Regions from separate parts of the Mus musculus genome. Here region 1 is linked to region 2. Evidence: chromatin contacts called from public promoter capture Hi-C data. All regions are on one chromosome and are shown on one strand. The core of a region is the stretch at or near the end of the contact, and the rest is flanking DNA. Distances in the headings are between cores, read along the strand shown.

What was found. Promoter capture Hi-C pulls out the DNA fragments that hold promoters and counts their contacts.
Region 1: a promoter capture Hi-C map of liver shows a contact between it and region 2, with 6 times the contacts expected there. A contact is called at or near these places in 6 of 39 promoter capture datasets (the 3T3-L1 cell line, hippocampal neurons, liver and 2 more) and 2 of 130 datasets of targeted methods (astrocytes and pancreatic cancer cells).

Annotation. Positions count from the first base shown.
Region 1 is chr19:5,987,683-5,991,754 of GRCm38.p6, reverse strand. Capn1 (calpain 1) reads left to right here. Exons shown (of 22, transcript NM_007600.3): 19 at 138-216; 20 at 1,301-1,417; 21 at 1,705-1,763; 22 at 2,368-3,210. The coding sequence ends at 2,394. Among named protein-coding and RNA genes, the nearest start is that of Slc22a20, 3.6 kb to the right of the region's middle.
Region 2 is chr19:5,701,894-5,705,741 of GRCm38.p6, reverse strand. Kcnk7 (potassium channel, subfamily K, member 7) reads right to left here and starts at 1,271. Exons shown (of 3, transcript NM_010609.3): 1 at 948-1,271. The coding sequence starts at 1,266. Map3k11 (mitogen-activated protein kinase kinase kinase 11) reads right to left here. Exons shown (of 12, transcript NM_022012.3): 12 at 2,877-3,735. The coding sequence ends at 3,398.

The DNA of each region.
Region 1 (4,072 bases), core at 1,230-3,729, 280 kb before region 2:
CAGCCTTCCCAACAGAGCTTCCTTTCCGCATGTGACTCCTTTCCCATCCAAGCCTACGGGTCTCAGCAAATGGCCATTCCCCATGCCGCTGAGCAGCAGCTGACTCACTCGGCCCCACCCTTTATCCTTCCACACAGACCATCTTCCGGAAGTTTGACCTGGACAAGTCTGGCAGCATGAGTGCCTATGAGATGAGGATGGCCATCGAGGCTGCAGGTGAGGCCTGAGGCTGATGGCCCCACTGCTCCTGAACCCCAGGCAGCCTCCCTGCCAGTGGAGCACCCACCTGGCTGGCCCTTGTCCCTGGGAGATGGTAGTACTAAAGGTGCTGTGGTTGCTAAGCTACGGACTTTATCTGGGCTCTTCCCTTTCCTCTCCTTGTAGCTTACCAAGAACAAGGGCCTTTTCATTCATTTCTGCATGTGTGTGTATGTGTGTGTGTGGTGTGTGCATGTATGTACCTATGTTCATATGTGTGTGGACACACATAAAAGCCAGAGGGTGATATCATCTGTCTTCCTTCATTACTGTTGCTGAGACAGGGCCTCTCACTGAACCTGGATCTCACAGATTAGCCTAGTTTGGCTATCCAGTTTCCCCAGGGAATCCTGTCTGCCTCCCCAGTGAAGGCTGGGATTACTGGCAAACTACCAAGTTTCCTTGGCTTTTATGTGGATTCTAGGAACCCAGTCTTGGTCCTCAAGCTTTCGTGAGGGATGCTTTATCCACTGAGCCATCAAACAGAGCCCTTTGTTATTGCTAATGTGAAGAAGAGAAAAGTAATTCTTAGGAGAGTGACTGAGTCTGGGTCACATGACTGGAGCAGGCAGGGTGAGGATGGGCCGGTACAGGCTCCAAGCTCCAGTTAGGCAGGTGTAGGACTCTCCCACACTGGCCTGCGTAAAAACAAGTATGGCCAGATGTCTAGATCCTCTGCAGCCAGCGTGTGATTTTCTGGGGTGTTCTTGGGGTGATGTTCCCATGTTCCCCTTGGGCCTGGCCCTCACTTGCCTAGCCCCTCCTAGCTTCTTTTGTTTTGTTGTTGCTGTTATTTATTTTATGTAATCCCATTACAGATGGCTGTGAGCTACTATGTGGTTGCTGGGAATTGAACTCATGACCTCTTAACCTCTGAGCCATCTCCTCCAGCCTGGCCCCCATGCAGCCCCCACCCTGCCCTCCATCCCCACCCCAGCTCTACCCAAGAGGTCTTGCAGCACATCTTCTCAGAGCAGCTCCTCCCGGCCCAAGCTGGCTGCCCCTGCTCCAGCCCTCACTTGCCCATCCCCTCTCTGCTCAGGCTTCAAGCTTAACAAGAAGCTGCATGAACTCATAATCACCCGCTACTCGGAGCCCGACCTGGCCGTGGACTTTGACAACTTTGTGTGCTGTCTTGTGCGGCTGGAGACCATGTTCCGTGAGTGTCCCCAGTGGACCCCACTTCACCACAAAGCATACAGTGTTCCTCATGAGGCATAGAGGGGCAAGTGGGGTGGAGGCTGAAGGAGAACAGAGGACTCTTATACGGGTGCATGGAGCACGGAGCGTGTACGGAGGGGGGGCCTAAGGGGACCTCTTTGGACAGGAAGCGTTATGACTTTGAGGGGCAATAACTTGGGGTGCGTGGGAAGTGGGAGATAGTCTTGGCTGAACATTAACTGTCTGGCTGGTGTCCCAGATTTAACTCATTTTTCTTGAACACAGGGTTTTTCAAACTTCTGGACACAGACCTGGATGGTGTTGTGACCTTTGATCTATTTAAGGTGAGATAATCCCCCCTGTTCACCCAACCCGACCAGGACAGGCGTCCACGGCCTTGGAACAAGGCTTCAAATCTGGACCCCAGTCTTGGAAGCTTCTGAAGCCTGGGGGGTGGGGGATGAAGAAGGGGAGGCCAGGCTTCTAGAAGCTGGTGGGAACCAGCAGCCTAACGTTCCAGAGTAGAGAAATGAGACAGCTGCTGCTGACTGTGGCGGTGACTCAGGCCCAACCCGAGGGAGGCAGAGACAGGTGGAGTTCTGGGAGTTTGAGGCTAGCCTGGTCTACAGAGTGAGTTCCAGGACAGCCATGGACTGTCCTTGTCTCAAAAAAAAACAGAGAAAAGCCAAACATACACACATACAGAGAGAGAGAGAGAGAGAGAGAGAGAGAGAGAGAGAGAGAGAGAGAGGAAGAAGAGGAGGAGGAGGAGGAGGAGAAGAAGGAGAAGCGAACACCCCTGTTGAGGGCATAAATATTATAAATATTGCTTGGTGATGGCTGAGCCCAGTCTGCAGTCTGTCCTCTGGGATGGGTGATGGGTAAAGGAAGAAGCTGACTGGCCATGTGTCCTGCAGCTCCAAGTAACCTGTCTGTCTTGCCCTGCAGTGGCTCCAGCTGACTATGTTTGCCTGAAGTGGGGAATCGCTCCGCTCCAGTTGCCTTTGTTCTTCCATTCTTCCTCTGCCAAGCCACGCCTCCCCGCCAAGCCACGCCTCCCCGCCGTGCCACTCCAGACTACACCAGCTTCTGGTGCCTTCCTCAGAACAGGAAGGAAGGCACCCTTGTCCTCCTGTTCCCCTTGTCCTCCTGTCCTTTCACCTCCCCACTACCTCTGTTCGACTGCTCTGGGCAGTCACGGGGCCCTCCCTGCCCCTGTAGTCAGACTGGGCACCCTGACCCCTGCTCAGGGCTAAGACCAGGAAGACAGCTCCCTGCTCATCCCTGCCTCGGGGCAGGGGCAGGGGCAGGGGCAGGGGCAGGGGCAGGGGCAGGGGCAGGGGCAGGCACCCCTGCCTCCCCCTCGCTGCTACTGTCCGGATGTGAGTCTTGCCTAATCTGTGGAGGCTCTAGCCCCTGTCATCCCCTAGAGCTGCAGACTTCATAACCACTAGCTAGCTCCCTGTCTGCACCCGGGTGTTGAAGGCCTCACCTCACTGTGGGAGCCCCACAGCCAGACTCACCTTCCTGTGCCTTCTGTGCAGCAGCCAAGATCCCTCTGCAAACCAAACTACACCTCTCCTAGCCTGTGTGCCCACCAGGAACTTCCTGGCCCCGAGGGTGCTCAGGCCCTCCCCATCCCCGACCCCTCTCCCTCTCTTTTTTTGTATATATACTGGTCATTTTCAAGGGAATGCCTGAGGGATGAGTGTACTGGTTATGGAGGAACTGGGGGTGGGGTAGGGAGGTCCCGTGTTTCAGTGCAGTGAGAAAATAAAATGAAAGGCTGTACATCTGTCTCTGGGTGTTATTCTCCCCAACTGTTCCCTTGATTGTACCAGCAAGCCTTGGCGTAGAAGCAGCTCAGGCTGTCTCATGCCCTTGTCCACCCTTGCCAGAGATTGGGTATCTGGCTGTGGCCACCTCAGCTCCTGAGATGTTGAGCAGGCCTGGGCACAGAGACATGAACCGACTGCTCCACTGACAGCCAATCCAGGTGGCTTTTCTGGTTTTGCATGCTCTACCTGGGGGCTGAGTCTGACTTCCTCCTCTGCAGATATCAGTAAGGAAACACAAGACCTCCACTTAGCATAGATCTGACCCCCTAGGGAGCTCTCTAAAGCACAGAGTCCCCACCCAACCCCAGACCACAGTGGGACACCCTGTAATCCAGCAGTTTACATTAATGTTCTGCCTCTGTGGCTCTTACCAGAGATAAGAGGAAGGAGCCAGGTGGGCTGTATTTGGTTGGTAGAAGGCTTGCCACTGGGTGGTGGTGGTTCATGCCTTTTAGTTTCAGAATTCAGGGGGCAGAGACAGGCGGATTTCTAAGTTCCAGGCCAGCCTGGTCTACAGAATGAGTTCCAGGACAGCCAGAGTTACACAGAGGAACTCTTGTCTCAGAAAAATAAAAAAAAGTTCAAGCCATGCATGGTGGTGCACGCCTTTAATCCCAGCACTCGGGAGGCAGAGGCAGACGGATTTCTGAGTTCGAGGCCAGCCTGGTCTACAAAGTGAGTTCCAGGACAGACAGGGCTATACAGAGAAACCCTGTCTTGAAAAACCAAAATAAATAAATAAATAAATAAATAAAGTTCAAAGTTCACCATCTGACTACATACATACATACATACATACATACACACACACACAC
Region 2 (3,848 bases), core at 22-2,521:
CTCCACAACTAATGTCTCCCCAGCCAGATCCTGACTTCCTGGGTTTGTCAGTTCTTATTTTTACCATTATTTCCAAATCTTCAACCTGTGGCATGCCATCCGCCTTCTTTCCCCAAATGTGTATCTGCCCGGGCTCTGGGTTATGGGAGGGAAGCAGGCAAGGGAACAAGACGTTCTGAAAAGAGGCAGCATGCACGAGAGACAGCATTTAGAGCCAGAGAAGCAGGGAGCAAGAAAGGGAGAGGTAGGAGACTGGGGCATGCTGGGAGAACAAGATCAGCAGGGTCCATGGGTTACAAAGGCCAAAGCTCCTAGGAGTCAGCTGTGAGGTAAGAGTGTAGTGAAGACTGGGTGGGCCAGCGGCCATGTGGTCTAGAGGCAGGCTCCATCCTGCTCCAGCCAATTGGAAAGGAAGTTAGAGATACATATTTCACTTTGAAAAGTATTTAGACTATTAGCAGGACAATGAAACAAAACCAACCCCCTAGGACTAGTTCTGTGCCTAAGCACATCTGTTCTCTTAGCCAGGAATTTCGCTAACCCGACCTACTTCTGCACCCTGTTCACTGGGCTCTGAGCACATCATCACCACTTCCTCCCCTCAGACTTCCTCGAGGGCGGCTCTAAGCTGTGCTTCCTACAGCATCTCTCTAGCCAAGAGTCTATCCCACCCAGATGTATTCTCTGTCTGGCTTCAGGCCTATGTGACCCGGGTTTCTCTGCTGGATGCAGAGTGCTGAGGGGCGGGGCTGGGGAGGCCACACCCCTCCTGGCAGCTTAAGTGGAGGCACCAGTTGGGGTGTGTTGTGTGGGGAGCCCCACTTGTGATGTCAGGTCTGATAGAGCCGTGGCTTTGTCTGGAGCTTTGGGGTGGGGGAAGGGCTTGCACCCTAGAGCTCTTGGGTCCTCCTCCTGGTTTGCTTGGTGGTAGTGGTGGTAGTGCCTACCGGTGGTGGTGAGGATGCTGGCAGTGAACAGCAGAGCTGAGGGCAGATCCCAGTTGCTTGTCTCTGAGCTGTTGCCCAGGCTGGAAACTCCATGGGCCTGTGCTCTCAGGACCGCACCTAGCAGCTCCTCCAGGGCCTCAGGTGGCAAGCAGGCCCTGTGCTCTGCCTGGAAGCTAGCCAGTTCAGCCTGGACCTGGGCCTGGAGGTGGCGAGCTGGAGGGCCCTCCAGGGCCTGAAGCACCACAGCCCCAAGGCCCATGGCCAGCAGGTGGGCCATAAGCAGGAGCAGGTATCGGGCCCATGGTTTCAGACTCCCCATAGCATGGCACTGAGTCTGGGAAGGTGAGGGAGTAGGCTAAGCCACCAGTGGCACCAGGGAGGGGCTGCGAAGGGCGTGGCGGGGAGGAGGTGCTGCGTGGGTAGGCGGCTGAGATGACTAGAATGAACGTGAATGAGGGAGGTGAGCCACAGCACGCCCAGTTTCTGGGGCAAGACATGGCAGCCGGGCACTGGGGGTGGGCGGAGGAAGACACTGTGGTGAGAAGACTGACTGGGTGAGAAAAGCCTGGAGAGATCCTCACACGAACGTACGCAAAGTCACGCCTCCTTGGTCACATATGCATCACTCATTCAGACACCAGGGAAGATGACAGACACAGGTTTGTCCTCTCCTGCTGCTCCCATAAGAAATCTGCTGACAAACTACCAGGGAGCAGCCTGCGGGGAGGGCAAACTTCCCAGGAAAACTCTTTGAAGGAAGTAATATTCCAACCAGAGAACAAGCTAGTTATGGTGCTGGAAAGATGGTCTGCTGTGAGGAACACTTGCTGTTCTTCCAGAGGACCTTGGTTCGATTCCTGGCACCTACATGGTGGCTCACGACTGCCAGTGACTCTAGTTCCAGGTTACCTGAGAGCCTTCCCCTGGCACAGGTATACCAGGTACACTTGTGGTAAAGACCCATGCAGGCAAAACAGCAATCTATATAAAAATATAGGGCCAAGTGTGATGGCGAATGCCTTCAAGATTTCTGTGAGTTCAAGGCTAACCTGATCTACAAAGCAGGTTCGAAGTCAGGGCAATAGAGTAAGATTGTCTAAAATAAAATAAAAGTTTAAAGATAACATCAGGGAAAAAGTCATATAGGAGTCAGAGACCAACCATGAAGAAGGGGCTGAGGAGACAGGTTGTTGTTGGCAAGTAGACCAAAGATCTTGTGAGGATGCTGAAGCATTCTGGGTGGGACAGTGATCGCCTAAGCAGAGGGTGGGAGAGGCTCTGTGGGACTCAGAATAGACACAGTTGGAGAGAGCATGAGGTAAGGGCGCTTGGTGTTCCTGACTCTTTGTTCTGGCTCTTGCTGCAGATCTCCTGCCTCTGCCTGGCTGGACTGCAGACCTGGAATGGCTACTTTGTGTAAATTGGGGGAGCTTCATTCATAAACCATGGAAGGACTGCCCTAAGGCATTGACTGGGTGGGAACCTCAAGGCCAGGTCCAGGCCACCAGGGAGGGTCACCATGCTTCCAGGTGGGTGGGCTTCCCCATATCCAGAATATGAGAGGCAAACCCAGGGCAAACCCTTGAGATTTTTCCCAGAGGTGAGTATCTCCCTGGGGTGAAGACGACACATCCTGGGAAAGGTTCCTAGAGATGACATCGCAGCTGGGCCTAGCAGGCAGACAGGGACCACCGGCAACAAGGAACCTCCGGGCAAAGCATCACTTGAATGGTAGAGATGGCTCAAGGAAAAGCCTGGCAATGGTGAGAGGCTGGCTGGGCTGGGCCTTAGCGACTACCCAGTTGCTGGGCTTGGTCCTAGGAGAGGAGGCACAAGGCCTCCTAGCTCTGCCTCAGCTACTTATCTGCCCAGAGTTCTAGGGGCATGAAGACAAAACACCAGATTACCTCCAAGAAAGGTGACATTACATTTGGGGAGACAGCTTACAAGTTTATTTGGCTTCATTGGCTCCCCAAGCCAAGGCTCCAACCTTGGCGGGGCAGTAGAAAGGCACCCAGAGAGCCCCGGCTCCAATAACTTCCAGGGTTGGGGGTCCAGGAACTCAGCCTTGGAGACAGGGGCCACAGTAACAGGACTTGGTCAAAAGTGCTGGTGACACCTGAGGTCAGCCCCTTTCCCCTGGACCTCCCTGCTCCCTGCTCCGCTCCTGGGGGCAATTCCCTGAGACAGGCTCTGGTCCTCCTAACCAGCTAGGTACAGTGTCAGGCCCCAGTGGGGCAGTAAGTCAGGGGTCCCTACAGTTTGTAGGCATGTGGGGTGTAGCCCCCATCCAGTGTGAAGGCTTTCTGTGCAGTGTAGTGTTCCTGACCCCCAAAGGGTCAGAGTCCCTGGGGGAAACCAAGGCAGCCACAGAGGCCTCCTGGTTCCTCTTCCAGTGTATGCTATGCCTCCTCGAAGGCAGCCGAAGCGTGGGGTGTGGTCTGGCCCACTCAGGGCCCTGCTTCTGGTGCCCATGGGGCCTGGGCACCCATGTCTTTGGTCTGCGTCCTGCAGTCCTGGGAGCCTCCCCGGAAGGGGTTGGCAGGTGGGGAGTCCCAGAAGGGATCTGAGTCTGGGAATAAGGTCCACGGTGCCCGTCGGGGTGCAGGCTGTGGAGAGGGCAGGGGTGAAGGCCGTGGCCCAGCTGACACGAAGCTCCATGGGTCAATACGGCTACGGAGTGGTGAGGGCCGAGGTCGGCTGATTAGGCCCAACGGTGGTGAGCGAGGGGTTCCAGGTGTGCCAGGAGCAGAGCGTGATATTCCTGGTGGGGGTGAGACGGTTCTCCCTATGGGGGTATAAAAGTACGGGTACATGGTTAGGCAGGCACCCACTCATTCTTAGATGTCCCTTGGAGAAACTGCCCTGCTCTTGCCTGGGCTTCTAGCATTTCAGGGTTAT